Regions from separate parts of the Ovis aries genome. Here region 2 is linked to region 1. The links are chromatin contacts, called in public Hi-C maps. All regions are on one chromosome and are shown on one strand. The core of a region is the stretch at or near the end of the contact, and the rest is flanking DNA. Distances in the headings are between cores, read along the strand shown.

Region 1 (6,540 bases), core at 1,108-3,607:
TCTCCGCAAATCGCCCCTTGGTCAACGGAGAACTACAGAGGAAGATGAGGACATGTGCTCTCCGGCCTTTCTTCTCAGCCTACAAGAGGCTCTGCTAAAGACATTCTCCCCAGTTCAACTGTTTTCGTACAGAAATGAGGAAGATTACATGACTCACGAATTTTTTCAAAGACACAGTACTATAATTCTCCAGGCCACAGACAGATACCAGTAGTTATCTGGTTATCAAAGAGCTAAGAATGTGGAAAAAGAGAACAAGATTTAAAACATAAGGCAAATTTTTTTCCTGGAGGATGGAAACGCATAATGCTGAGTAGCAATAAACTTGAAATATGTTCTTACTTTTAAGAAGTCAGGTGAATAATTCCCTTTGGAGGGTGCATACGTGTGTTATGGGGGGTGGAGGGGGGCAGCTATAGAGATTGCTGCCCTGGCCATCGCAAGGGAGGAAATCCCCTACGAAGAGACCATTACATGACAGCACAAGTTCAACCACCACATGGTGGAGACCAGCCAGGAGACCAAAGTGCTGAGGGCTCATCGTCTGCCAGCCTGCATCTGTAACAGCTCATTCTACGTTTCTTCCTTTTGTTTCTATCTGCCCAAATTGTGACCTTTGAGCAGGCAAGCCTCCAGCAAATAAGCTGAACTCTGCCATCTGACAACAGGTTTGCTCGGAGGGTTTAAGCACGGCAGGGTGGTGGTGGCGGTGGAGGGGGAGCCCTGGGATGTCTTACTCTGATCAGGGACCCGCCTCATCTAACTGTAGGTGAGGTTTGGTTTCACAGAACACTTCTACTACAGTACCCAAAAAGCCACTCTGTGGACAGGGATTTCTATTTATCAGGCCTTGTACCAGTACTGTCCCCTATTAACACACTGAGCAGAACTTCCTTAAGCAGCAATGGCCACCAGTGAAAATTACCAACATAATCCCAAATGAGTTGATTTAAAAACTGTGAACTCTGTAAGGAATGGCTGGGTTCTGTCTTATTCACTGCAGTAACCCGAATACCCAGCACACAGTGCCTGGCATATATTCTATATCACCAATACTTCGAGAAACTAAAGAAAAGAATGTATGAATAAGCCAATGTTGTGCAAACATACCATCAATGTGGACCTGGAAGAAAGAGATAAGGATGCAAGTGATCTGAGAAATAGCCAGAGGAAGTACCTGCCACCAGAGGAGATTCTAGGGAACAGCAGCATCAGGCCTCCTTGCTGAACTTCCCTTGAACCAGCTATAAAGATTTGTTTCCACGATTCTTTTCTCTTGGGTCTCACGGTGCCCCAAACCACCTCCTTCTCCTGACCTCCCTTACGGGGTAACTTTTCTCACTTCAGCTGCCCCCACAGTCACAACCCTGTGGGAGGGTCAGACCGACACCAATATTTGGAGTTTCTAAAAACCAGAAATTAAAAAAAAAAAAAAAAAGTCTACATACACAAACAGGAAGTGGTTTCGGTGCGTCTCAGCCCGGATAATAATGAAGTTTTGGAGATTAAAGACCAGACTAGACGCGGGAGCTCCAGAAAGCTCCGGGGCTTGCACAACTGGGCTCCAAGGTTGTCCTGCGAAGTCCACCATCGCTAAGCTGACCCTGCCCCAGCTCGGGACCCGCCGCTTTCGTTGGCCCTGACGCGAAAACGGTTAACAAGTAATAAAGAAAAGCAAGCCTCTGCCTACCTCCTCTCCTGCGACCTGCAAAGTGCGGTCTCCACCCTGAATTCCGGCCCGGAACGCGACCCCGCACGGTCGGCGAGGCCCCTAGGCAGCGCGCCCCGGTCCCGGCCAGCAAGCTCCCGGCCGTACGCCTGCCGGTCGGTGCTCCTCCCGGCCTCGGCTCACAGCCCACCCCGCCAGCCCTCCCGGCCCACGCCAAGCACCGGGGCTCGCCGCCCGGGGCGTCGGGGTGACAGCCCGGGGCGCCGGGGCAGGAAGCGCGGACAGCAGCCGACTCGGGACGGCCGCCCGGGCTCCCCAAGCCGTCCCCCTCCTGGGCGGTGCGCGCCGGCCCCGCGCCCCTGACAGCCGGCCCGGTCGGGCGCTCCTGTGACACAATGCCCGGCCCCGCCGCCGCTCCCCGGCCGCGGTGACAACTCACCGGGGGGACGGCGCGGCGACCTCCGGGAGGGGGGCGCTCGCAGCTTCCGCGGCGCTGGGATCCGCTCCGTCGCCCGCGCGCGCCCGCAGCCCTCTCGGCTCTACGCGAGCCCCCGCGCGCGTGCCGTCGTCTGGCCGGCGCTGCGTGAGGAGGAGGCCGGTGGCAGGGGGACGAGACTGTCGCCGGCTGAGGAGAATGGAACACCGCGGCGGCGGCGGCGGCGGCAGCAGTGGCAGTGCTCGCGTCACTGGGCCAGCTGTACGGCGCGGGCGGGGGAGGCCGCAGACGGGGGAGGGCGCAGACGGGGGAGGGGAAGGGGCGGGAGAGGGGCGGGGCCACGCGCGCGCACGTAACGAGCGCCGGCGTCGCGCCGCCGCGATCGTCCCGTTGGGGAAAAGGCCCGGCCGGTAGACTGCTGCCAGCGCGCACGCGCTGCCGGCCGGCCCGCACGCCCCTCGGCAGGCGAGACCGAGGAAGAAAGGGAGTTCTTAAAGGGACCGTCACGCCGACTCCGCTAGAGTAGACTGGGAGGAGGAGTTGCGGACTGACTGCGACGGCTTTGCGCTTAGCCTTTCCAGTTCTTCTGCTCTTATTGTTTGTATTATTATTTGTATTATTCGGCTATGGTTTGGTTTTTTGGAGTACTGTTATTTGCAAAGGATCGGTTTGCTCTCCGGTCGACTAGGCGCTTTCGTTCCTGCTGCCTTAGCTTAGGACTTAGGAATCCCTCTTCAGGCCCGTCGCTAAGCTGTTGTTTTTGTTGTTGTTGCGAAGCCTACCAGCGTCACATTGTCCCGGGGGTAGGGGTGTAAAAGGGTCCCTCGTTCAGCCATTCTGATTCAAAAAGGCTACGACTGTAGTCTTTAAGCCGGTTAAAAATCTATTTTAACAGGCTTTCCTAAAAGGGATTCCTTGGCACTCTAAAAACACGCAACGGATCTCAAAGTTGAGAAAACTGAAGTTCAGCGCGAGGGCTGTCAGTGTCGGCCCTAGTACCTCGCCGCATTCCTGGCTTTATTTCCCAGCCTGAGCTTTGTCTCCCAGGGCTATTTTCCAACATACAGTATGCAAGCAGTTTGAACACTTTATGGTTACAGCATCTCTCTCTATATGTAGGTGGTCCCCCTGCGGCCATAGGAGATAAGTCCTCTGCTTGTGTTTACAGGGCTTTATTGCTGTTTTAGTAGCTAAGTCGTGTCCCACTCTTGCAACCCCATGCACTGGAGCCCACCAGGCTGCTCTGTCCATGGGATTTCCCAGGCAAGAATACTGAAGTGGGTTGCCATTTCCTTCTCCAGGAGATCTTCCCAACCCTGGAATGGAATCGCGTCTCCTCTATCCGCAGGCAGATTCTTTAGCACTGCGCCACCAGAGAATAACCCCTTAATGACAAAAAGTTTTGATTTTATATCTTTGCGCCCCAGGGTCTTGAACAATACTTGTCTCAGAGGTGCTCAATTAACGTTGAGGCGTTCCTACTTGATAGGCAGTGCCAAAGTCTGGGCTTGGACCCAGAGCCTCTGCTGCAGCTTGGGTCAGGCAGACTCTCTCAGGGCCTCTCACCCAGCCCAATTCTAGCTTCTCTAAAAAAGTGCTGTGATTAACCAGTCAAATGTTTGAGGTAGTTCAAATAAAGCAAGCAGAATGTCCACCACCCAGCATACACACCTATCACAAGGAAACCCTGGAGAAGGCAATGGCACCCCACTCCAGTACTCTTGCCTGGAAAATCCCATGGATGGAGGAGAATGGTAGGCTGCAGTCCATGGGTTCGTGAAGAGTCGGACATGACTGAGCGACTTCCCTTTCACTTTTCACTTTCATGCATTGGAGAAGGAAATGGCAACCCATTCTAGTGTTTTTGCCTGGACAATCCTAGGGATGGGGGAACCTGGTGGGCTGCCGTCTATGGGGTCGCACAGAGTCTGACACGACTGAAGTGATTTAGCAGCAGCAGCAAGGAAACCCTCCCATTCTGGGCCCTGCATTACCGCTGCTGCTTCCTTTTCCATAAGCCTGTCCTTGTTCTGCCTTCTTTCCTCCCTGAGTTCTGTAAAAGAGAAAACCCACAGGCCCAAAATGGCGTCGTTTGTGCTAAAGCCCATGATTCCAAAGCTAGATTTAATACCAAGCCGAATTGCAGTTTCAATCTTTACCATAAATGTAATCTTAACGAGTTTGGAATTTTCTGGTCAGCACCAATGAGGAGCTGTCACATAATAACCTGTCACAGGGACCTTCTCTATTCCCCAAGAGAAAAAGAAACGATCTGCGTAATAAAACCCTTGGCACTTCTTCCCTCCCCACCACTTTCTTTTCTTTAACAATAGGTCCCTTGCCCCACCCTTCCCCCCCCACCCCCCCGTAAAAAACCTTCCATTTTGTACAGCCCCTCTGAGTGCCCTTATAGTTGGGATTAGGTGCCCTTATAGCTAGATGGGATTCTCCCTGATTCCTGAGCCATTGAATAAAGTCAACTAATTCTTCAAAGTTATTGGGTTGAATTTTGTTTTTTAACATTTCCGAGATCCAAACTCACTGCAGAAGGTGGACACCCTCCCTCCCTGCTCAATTTCCTCCTCTAACAAACTGGAAAATTCTTAAAGAGATGGGAATACTGGACCACCTTACCTGCCTCCTGAGAAACCTGTTAGAAAAGGCAGAGAAACCAGAGATCAAATTGCCAACATTTGTGGAATCATGGAAAAAGCAAGACAGTTCTAGAAAAGCATCTGCTTCATTGACTATGCCAAAGCCTTTGACTGTGTTGACCAAACAAACTGAAAATTCTTAAGGAGATGAAAGTACCAGACCACCTGACCTGCCTCTTGAGAAATCTGTATGCAGGTCAGGAAGCAACAGTTAGAACTGGACATGGAACAACAGACTGTTTCCAAACAAGGAAAGGAGTACATCAAGGCTGTATATTGTCACCCTGCTTATTTAACTTCTATGCAGAGTACATCATGAGAAACGCTGGGCTGGAGGAAGCACAAGCTGGAATCAAGATCACCAGGAGAAATATCAATAACCTCAGATATGCAGATGACATCACCAAGCGAAGAAGAACTAAAGACCCTCTTGATGAAAGTGAAAGAGGAGAGTGAAAAAGGTGGCTTAAAACTCAACATTCAGAAAACTAAGATCATGGCATCTGGTCCCATCACTTCATGGCAAATAAATGGGGAAACAGTGGAAACAGTGACAGACTTTATTTTGGGGGGCTCCAAAATCACTGCAGATGGTGGCTGCAGCCGTGAAATAAAAGCTCTTTGCTCCTTGGAAGAAAAGTTATGACCAACCTAGACAGCATATTAAAAAGCAGAGACATTACTTTGCCAACAAAGATCCGCCTAGTCAAAGCTATGATTTTTCCAGTAGTTGGGTATGAATGTGAGAATTGGACTATAAAGAAAGCTGCTGCTACTGCTTCAGTCATGTCCAATTCTTAGCCACCCCATGGACTGCAGCCCACCAGGCTCCTCCGTCCATGGGATTTTCCAGGCAAGAGTACTGGAGTGGGGTGCCATTGCCTTCTCTGAATAATGGCATTTACACTACATGAAAACAAAAGTTTTAAACTAACACACACTCAAAACATAACACTTCCTAATTTTACTACATTGTACTCTTATCTGTGCTTTCACATTTATTTACATCTGTTATGCATGTATGTTGGAAATCCTATATCATATTATGCTATTTGAGCTTCCCCAGTGGCTCTGCAGGTAAAGAATCTGCAATGCAGGAGCTGCAGGAGTCAGGGGTTCGACCTCTGGGTCAGTAAGAGCCCCTGGAGGAGGAAATGGCAACTTACTCCAGTATTCTTGCCTAGAGAATCCCATGGACAGAGAAGCCTGGAGGGCTACAGTCCACGGGGTTGCGAAGAGTTAGACACTACTGAGCACATATGCATGATGACGACTGTGCTATTTAGCATCTCTTCCCAATTCCAGGTTCAGTGACATCTCATTAGTAACTGAAATCAGAGTGAAAGTATTTACGTCACAGAAATTAGTAAACACTACAAATTATCCGCCCCACCCCCCATCTCCCAGAACAAGTTGGTAAACATTTACCAGCATGTGTGTGTCTATAGAAGTCACCATGCAGGAACAGTGAATCCAGCAGAGATGGCCCAGGGTTGGATACACTCCCCATTAAAGCCAGTGAGTGAATGAGGACAGAGAACATGGGTTACCCCTAAGAGACAGCCAGACCCTAGAGAGTCTCCATTTTACAGGGAAGGTTGAGTGAAAAAGATTTGATGCCCCAAAAGTGTGTTGGTTCCATTGCCTCCTCTGAGGTGCACTAAGAAGATTTTGTTTAAATTCCCCTGGCAGAGTTGGATCTCCAGTTACCAAAGAAGAAGGGACAGGAACCTGAAAAGGAAGATTGAATGGAAGAGGGGTGGCCAGTCCCTGTCCCTTGT
Region 2 (6,540 bases), core at 2,740-5,239, 39 kb before region 1:
CTTGAGTGTTGTATCTTGTGTATTACCTAATCAAATAGATAAAATACAAAATAAAATTAATGCAGCAAGGCCTTCCCATAGGCCACCCATCTCCTTCCTTAACAAATGAATGGACACGCCAGTAAATCTGATTTTCCCTGCCAGGAATACAGTCAGTTGCAGGGTTCAGCACAAGGGTCATCTCCTAGGGGAGTTCTTTTCTGACATGTCACACCCACCTCCAGTAGAAATAACCCTCTTCTTACTCCCCAAGTGCCCTGAGCACCCTACTCTGACGGTACCTCTATCAGGTGATTACATCTGTTTATCTGTCTTACCTCACCCGGCTCAAAGTTCCTGAAGGCAGGGACCGTGAATTACTCAACATGGAATTTTCAAAAGCCGTCACAGGGCCTGGCACCACACAGGAAGGCAGCAAATGTCTGCCAAACTCATGAATACTACGGGGAGAAGCGAGTATGGAACTGGGGAAAAGATGCATACATATAAGCTCATGTTTTGTTTTGAAGAAACAGCTGCTTCCTCCCTTACTGTTAAGCAGGCACCTGGGCCAAGGGACTAATTCCACCATGAGTCAAAGACATGATCAAGTGCAGAACAAATTGGGTGATGGAAATTCGGGCTCTGCAAAGAAAAAACATGAAAAGAGGAGAGTCAAGAAACGTTCACAAGCAAGGCTGAGCCAAGGGAGTGCTTTAGAAATAACTTGGAGAAAAGTGAGTCCCCACGGCCCCAGAGTATCCCAAAATGGGAAAACTCAGCTATTACAGAGAAAGGATCACGCTACATCTAATCATTTTAAGAAAGGATCCGCTTTGAATGCAGAATTTTAAAAAACTGTCCTTGAATTGTGGCTTTAGACCAAGTGAAAAGAAAAACACTGAAAAGAAATTAAGACTGAGTATTCATTACTATCCCTACAAAAAACCTATAGGTGAAAAATTGGGGAAAAAAATTCATTTCACTTCAGTATTTTTTTTGGGGGGGGGGGGTGTTTTAGTGACAACTTCCCCTGATTTAAAAAATTATGATTTAGAGAAAGAAAGTAGAATGGTGGTTGTCATGGGCTGGGGGGAGTAAGGAATTGGGAGATACTGTTTAAGGTTTTGTCAGATGAAGACAGTAATGGAGACAAGACAGTGGTGATGGTTGTTCGACATTATGAATGTACTTAATACCACTCTTCAAAATGGTTTAGATAGTCAATTTTATTATATGTGTGTTTTACCACAGTAAAAACAAAAACAAAAAAACTGGGAAAAAATTATGATTAAGAGGAACTGGGAACTAATCATGCTTACTTCCAAAGCCTGCGCTCATATCCATCCTTACAAGCATCTAAACCAGACATGAGGAGAGAGGAAAGGACCAAGGGGGACCAACTGCCACCAACCAGCCTGCTGGTCAGGAACGCTCTCTGGCTTCTGTTTTCACACCTAAAAACGGCTCTAAAGCCTCTCTCAGCCACAGAATCCTCCAGAGCACATCCACGCTTCTCTTTGTACAACTCACTTCTTTCTCCAACAGCCAGCATTTCCTTCCAAAACGTGAGGTGAGGAAGAGTTATGGAAAAACCTACATTCACCCTTCTGATTCTCCTTCTTGGGATTCTTGCTGCCACCTCAACAGCCTGTGGTAAAAGGAGACCACCATGATCTGGACTGCCATCGGGCCCCTCCCACCTCTGTGAACACAGAACATCAAACGCTTCAGTGACTGTGCCCTGCTGAATGTGACGGTCGTAAACATTCATTTCCTGTCCAGAGCCAAGAGGAAGGACACTGCCCTCACCTCTGCCTCTGCTTCCTCATCTGTAAAATGGAAGCTGTGAGAACCAAGCTTGAGTTATCTCACTGCTGCTGCTGCTAAGTCGCTTCAGTCGTGTCCGACTCTGTGCGACCCCATAGACGTCAGCCCACCAGGCTCCCCTGTCCCTGGGATTCTCCAGGCAAGAACACTGGAGTGGGTTGCCATTTCCTTCTCCAATGCATGAAAGTGAAAAGCCAAAGTGAAGTCGCTCAGTCGTGTCCGACTCTTTGCAACCCCATGGACTGCAGCCCACCAGGCTCCTCCGTCCATGGGATTTTCCAGGCAAGAGTACTGGAGTGGGGTGCCACTGCCTTCTCCAGAGTTATCTCACTAGTTTCTAGTTAAGGCTCGAAAGAGACAAAATGGAAGGGACTGCTTCCTCTGTGAACTGGTAAGACTCAGGCCTTCTACTCACAGTCTCAGCCTCTAAGCCAAGACAGCAGAAGGTGACCTGAGAAGACTGCTCATGAGAACGATGACAATAAGCATGCCACGCCTCTGGGGCTGAGGACAGCCTGTAACACGAGCTCCGAATTCACACTGTTTGCTTACTTGTTGTTGCCATAGATGCTTCCAGATGAACCAAAGAGCCTGCTAAGATTAAAGGTATCCTAAGAGTCACCCTGAAAAATGGCTCACAGCCTAGACAGGCGGCAGCAGCAGCAAGGGGGAACCTTGGAACAGCCAGGGCACCCAGGGCCCAGCTCCTAGTAGCCCCTGTGCCTGGGGCCCATTCCTGCACGCACGGCCCCATTCTCCCTGCTCCTCAGGTGGAGGATGTCACAGTCCTGCTGGAGGCGCGGTCAGGTCACACTCTACTGATCCCTCCTCTGTGGAGGCTAAGGGTCCTGACTCAGCTCCACCTGCCTCCCAGAGGCTACCTGGGTTTCTCTACGGCTCAGACTCAGTTTACATGAGTCACTCAGGACAGATTATTTCCTAAGTCGTGGCCATCTCTCCATTAGTTATAAGGGGTAAGTGAATAGGTAAGACCAACAGAAATCCTTTCCTTGCTTCAGCCTAGTCTGGAAAGGGGATGGTGGTGATGGAGAATCTAGAATAAGTTTGTTCCTTTGATTAACCATCTTCACCAACCCCCATACTACCGTGTGATGGGGGGAAGACAACAGTTCATGAAGTCAGAACAGAATTTAACCCTTGCATTTCAGATTGTACAGGAAATAAGTGTTAGCTCTCTGTGGAGTTCAGAGCTCCTCAAAGGGTGTGATAAGAGCAGCGAGTGTGCCGTGGGGCCCTCCTTGCCTCTCCCTCTCTCCCGGCTTCACTCTCACTCATCCTGATTTGGCTGGGCCGAAGCAGCAAAAGATACCTAAATGCCTCCCATTCCTCCCCCATAAAATGACAAAATTACATTACTTCTAGATGTCTTCAGTTCACTTTTTCCCTCCCTGGGGATAAACGGCTCCTTCCTATCTTACTAACCTCTGTATCTTCCCCTTTCTTTTATGCCACCAACAGCTGAATACTTCAATAGGCACGAAGTTGTCTTTTGGACTCTGAGATCCTTGAGAGTCATAATGTTACTTTATCCAGTTCCTTTTCATCTCCAGTCAAGGACACAAACAAGGTCAAAGTCCAAAGGACACAAACATCAGAGTCTTGTTAAAATTTACCTCCTACAAATCACAAAAATAACCCTCAGTTTTTTCTCAGAAAAACTTCCTGGTGCTTCCCTGGTGGCTCAGATGGTAGAGTCCACCTGCAATGCAGGCTCGACTCCTGGGTCAGAAAGATCCCCTGGTGGAGGGCATGGCAACCCACTCCAGTATTCTTGCCTGGAGGATTCCATGGACAGAGGAGCCTGGCGGGCTACAGTCCATGAGGTCGCAAAGAGTCAGACTGAGAAACTAACCCTTTCACTTTCTCAGAAACCACTGAAGCCAGGGTAAGGCATGTACGGGAGGCTTTTCTGAATTGCTCGGATATCCCCGTATTCTTGTCTTTCTTGCCCAAACTGCTCACTACAGCCTCTTGCTGTTTTGTTCTCCCTACCCTGTTCCTCAGGCTTCAGACAGCAGGAACATCAGCAGATACATGGACTCTTCCCTGTAATCACCTCTAATGACTCTTTTCTAGAACCCAGCAGGATGACTGCAGCCTGGTCCTGCAGGCAGGAGACAGCCCTCAAGTCCTAGCACCACCAACCAGCAGTGGCTGGGCCTCAGATGAGTCATTCATTCTTCCTGGCACTCACCGCATGGGCCTGGATGATCCCCCAATGTCCTTTCAGTTTTAAGCGATCTGGAATGTCTTCTAAGGAAAAGGAGGAGCCCCGAAGTATTTCCTCTGAAACAGAAGTCAACAAAAGTTCTGACTAGAAGGAAGAAATGTTAAATCCTTCTTCTTTATTCCCCAGAGCAGACATATCCTAGCATCTACCTCCCTCTGCACTGCAACAAACTCAGGAGATGCCGCTTTTCCATTTAGAGCTTAATCAATCCATCACCACATGTGTACAGGCCATCCATACCCAGTGTTCCTAAAGCCCTTTCCAAAAATAACAAACAACTAACAACAACAAGAAAAAACCCAGCCTCCACACACACACAGGCAAGGATCACCACAGAGCTGTAGGGGCCCAGAGAGAAATAGAAAAATGCAAGAGAGAAGGATGGAAAAAAAACACAGACAGACTCAGGACAGGGAAAATGAGAGACACGGCAGAGTGCCTTGGCTCAGGCCATCCATTTCCAACCCTGAAGGCAGGAAAGTATCTCTTCTCTGGACTGACGGCCTGAACCAGGACAGAGACTTTGCCTCCCGATGCCTCTGCTTCCTCATCAGAAAAACTGAAACAGTTTCCTGTTCGTCTCACTCAGAGAGGCTGGACCCATGGAAAGACGCCAGCAGACTGGGTAAGAACCTCTGGTCTGCGTGGACATTGCTAATTAGGTGGTCCAGGGCAAACTATTTCCAGTTCCCATCCACAAAATGGGTAAATAATACCCACCTTATTGGGCTGTTGGGAGGTGGAAACGGAATCAACGTGAAGGATCAGAACAGCATCTGGAATACGGGGCCCTCACATGAGCACTGCTGGAGGCCCCTTCCTGCTCTAACAGGCTGTGACTGAGCCCACACGAAACTCCCAAAGGACACTGTTGTCCTGAGAAAAGGCCCAAAACACAGTTAGTTTAGAAGAAAGAAGAGCCACGAGGTTAAACAAGTAAACCTCCAGAGGTCTCTCCCGTGAAGTTCTAAAAATATATTTTTAAGGAACTGAACATGCCTCCCTCCAAATCATATAACCTTGTACGTGAGCATCCTGAAGTGATATGTGTCTAGAGGGACCAAGGAGGTTTTCCTAAATATGTCCTACAGCGTAAATATGCTGTAGGACAGGATAAGGGCAGAGTTTACAGGACTGAGATACACACACCCGCATACACTCTCTCTCATTACCTCATTATATAGGTGCCATTGTGCCATTATTTTACAGATAAATGCAATCAAAGGGACCTAGAAGTCTTTCCTCCTGCTTTCATACTGCAGAGGGCTCCCTACTCTTTTTTTCCCAATACAAGGTCAAGCTTATTTGCATCTCCTCTGGGAAAACTCATCAACTGAGCCCACAACATGGGACAGCTCTTCTGAAGCCACAGCATCACTGCATGAAGACTGGGAGAACTGATCATAACCTTTCCTGTGGACCACTCACAGTTACTTAACTGTTGTATACTACATTTACTGCAGGTGGTAAATTTCTGCAGAGCTCACCAACTGCCTCTTTCTGTGCCCCAGAGTGTTCAACATTTATTTGTTCACAGAAGCGGAAAATAAAGATAAACCCCAAACCTCATAATGTGTGTAGGAAACACAAGATGGCAAAGTAGCAGCAGATATAAAACAGGAAGGGAGACGGATAGATAAATCCTGAAGTTTTGCCAGTCAGGAAAACAGATGCTTGACAGACATGGCTGTAATTGGTTCCTGGACCCAAAGATGCATCTACGTGTCATCACAGCCCTCTGCTTGGTTTCCATCAGAGCTGAGCAGAGCAGGTTTCAATACTCACTTGGCAAATAAAAGCTGGGACGCTGATTTGCTAAATCCGATTTCTTAGGGCTCTATGTTTGCAGTAACTATACTGCAATTCAGCAAATATTTACTGGCTGTCTTCAGTGCAAGGCCTGGGTGGTCACAGAGATGACGTGGGGCATAGTTCTTACTCTCAAGGAATTCACAGTCTCCATGAGAGGAATTATATGTTTATCCATAGAGCACTGTGAAACTGTTACTAGGGTTTTTTTTTTTTAATTAAAAAAAAAAGTGCTATGAGAACACAGAGGCCATAAGAACAAAGGATTCTGGTTGGGAGCAGGGGGAGGTGAAAGAGGAAGCTTTGAGCTGGACCTTGACGGTCATGCACAGATTTAGTGAGCTCTCTGACCCATTCTGCATCCACAGATCTAATTATAAAGAAAGAAAAAAAAAAAAAAACGGAAGAACAATTCACCGAAAAGATGGCAGAGGGAAAGAGGAAAAACTAAACAGTGACAATTCTTTCTGCCAAGAGCTGCTGACTGCTGCTGTCTGGCAACAGGAAATAAACGTAGCTATATATCTTTACTCAGGGGATGTTTAGGTGCTAGATTCTGGTCTTCTAAGTACATACTCACGGCTGTGCAGGAAAACACCTCCTCCAGGTCAAAAATAGCAAACCCAAGAGAACTGGCTGAAGCAGTCGTGTTTGCTTTTTACCATCCCTGT

Evidence for each region. Hi-C and Micro-C count contacts between places; a contact is called where the count stands out from the background.
Region 2: a contact with region 1 is called in a Hi-C map of liver, with 2.4 times the contacts expected there. The contact joins the enhancer-like site here to the promoter of SUSD6 in region 1. A contact is called at or near these places in 6 of 16 Hi-C or Micro-C datasets (blood, hypothalamus, liver and 3 more).

The regions. Positions count from the first base shown.
Region 1 is chr7:79,457,448-79,463,987 of ARS-UI_Ramb_v3.0, reverse strand. It overlaps SUSD6 (sushi domain containing 6), which reads right to left and starts at 2,357. Exons shown (of 7, transcript XM_060418213.1): 1 at 2,109-2,357.
Region 2 is chr7:79,498,375-79,504,914 of ARS-UI_Ramb_v3.0, reverse strand. All of the region lies in intron 1 of SUSD6 (sushi domain containing 6), which reads right to left. Among named protein-coding and RNA genes, the nearest start is that of SUSD6, 40 kb to the right of the region's middle. Within about 2 kb of position 3,989, at least 14 of the 54 cell types and tissues checked have an H3K27ac peak or open chromatin away from gene starts, as enhancers often do. A contact at or near this core is called in liver, where this site is marked.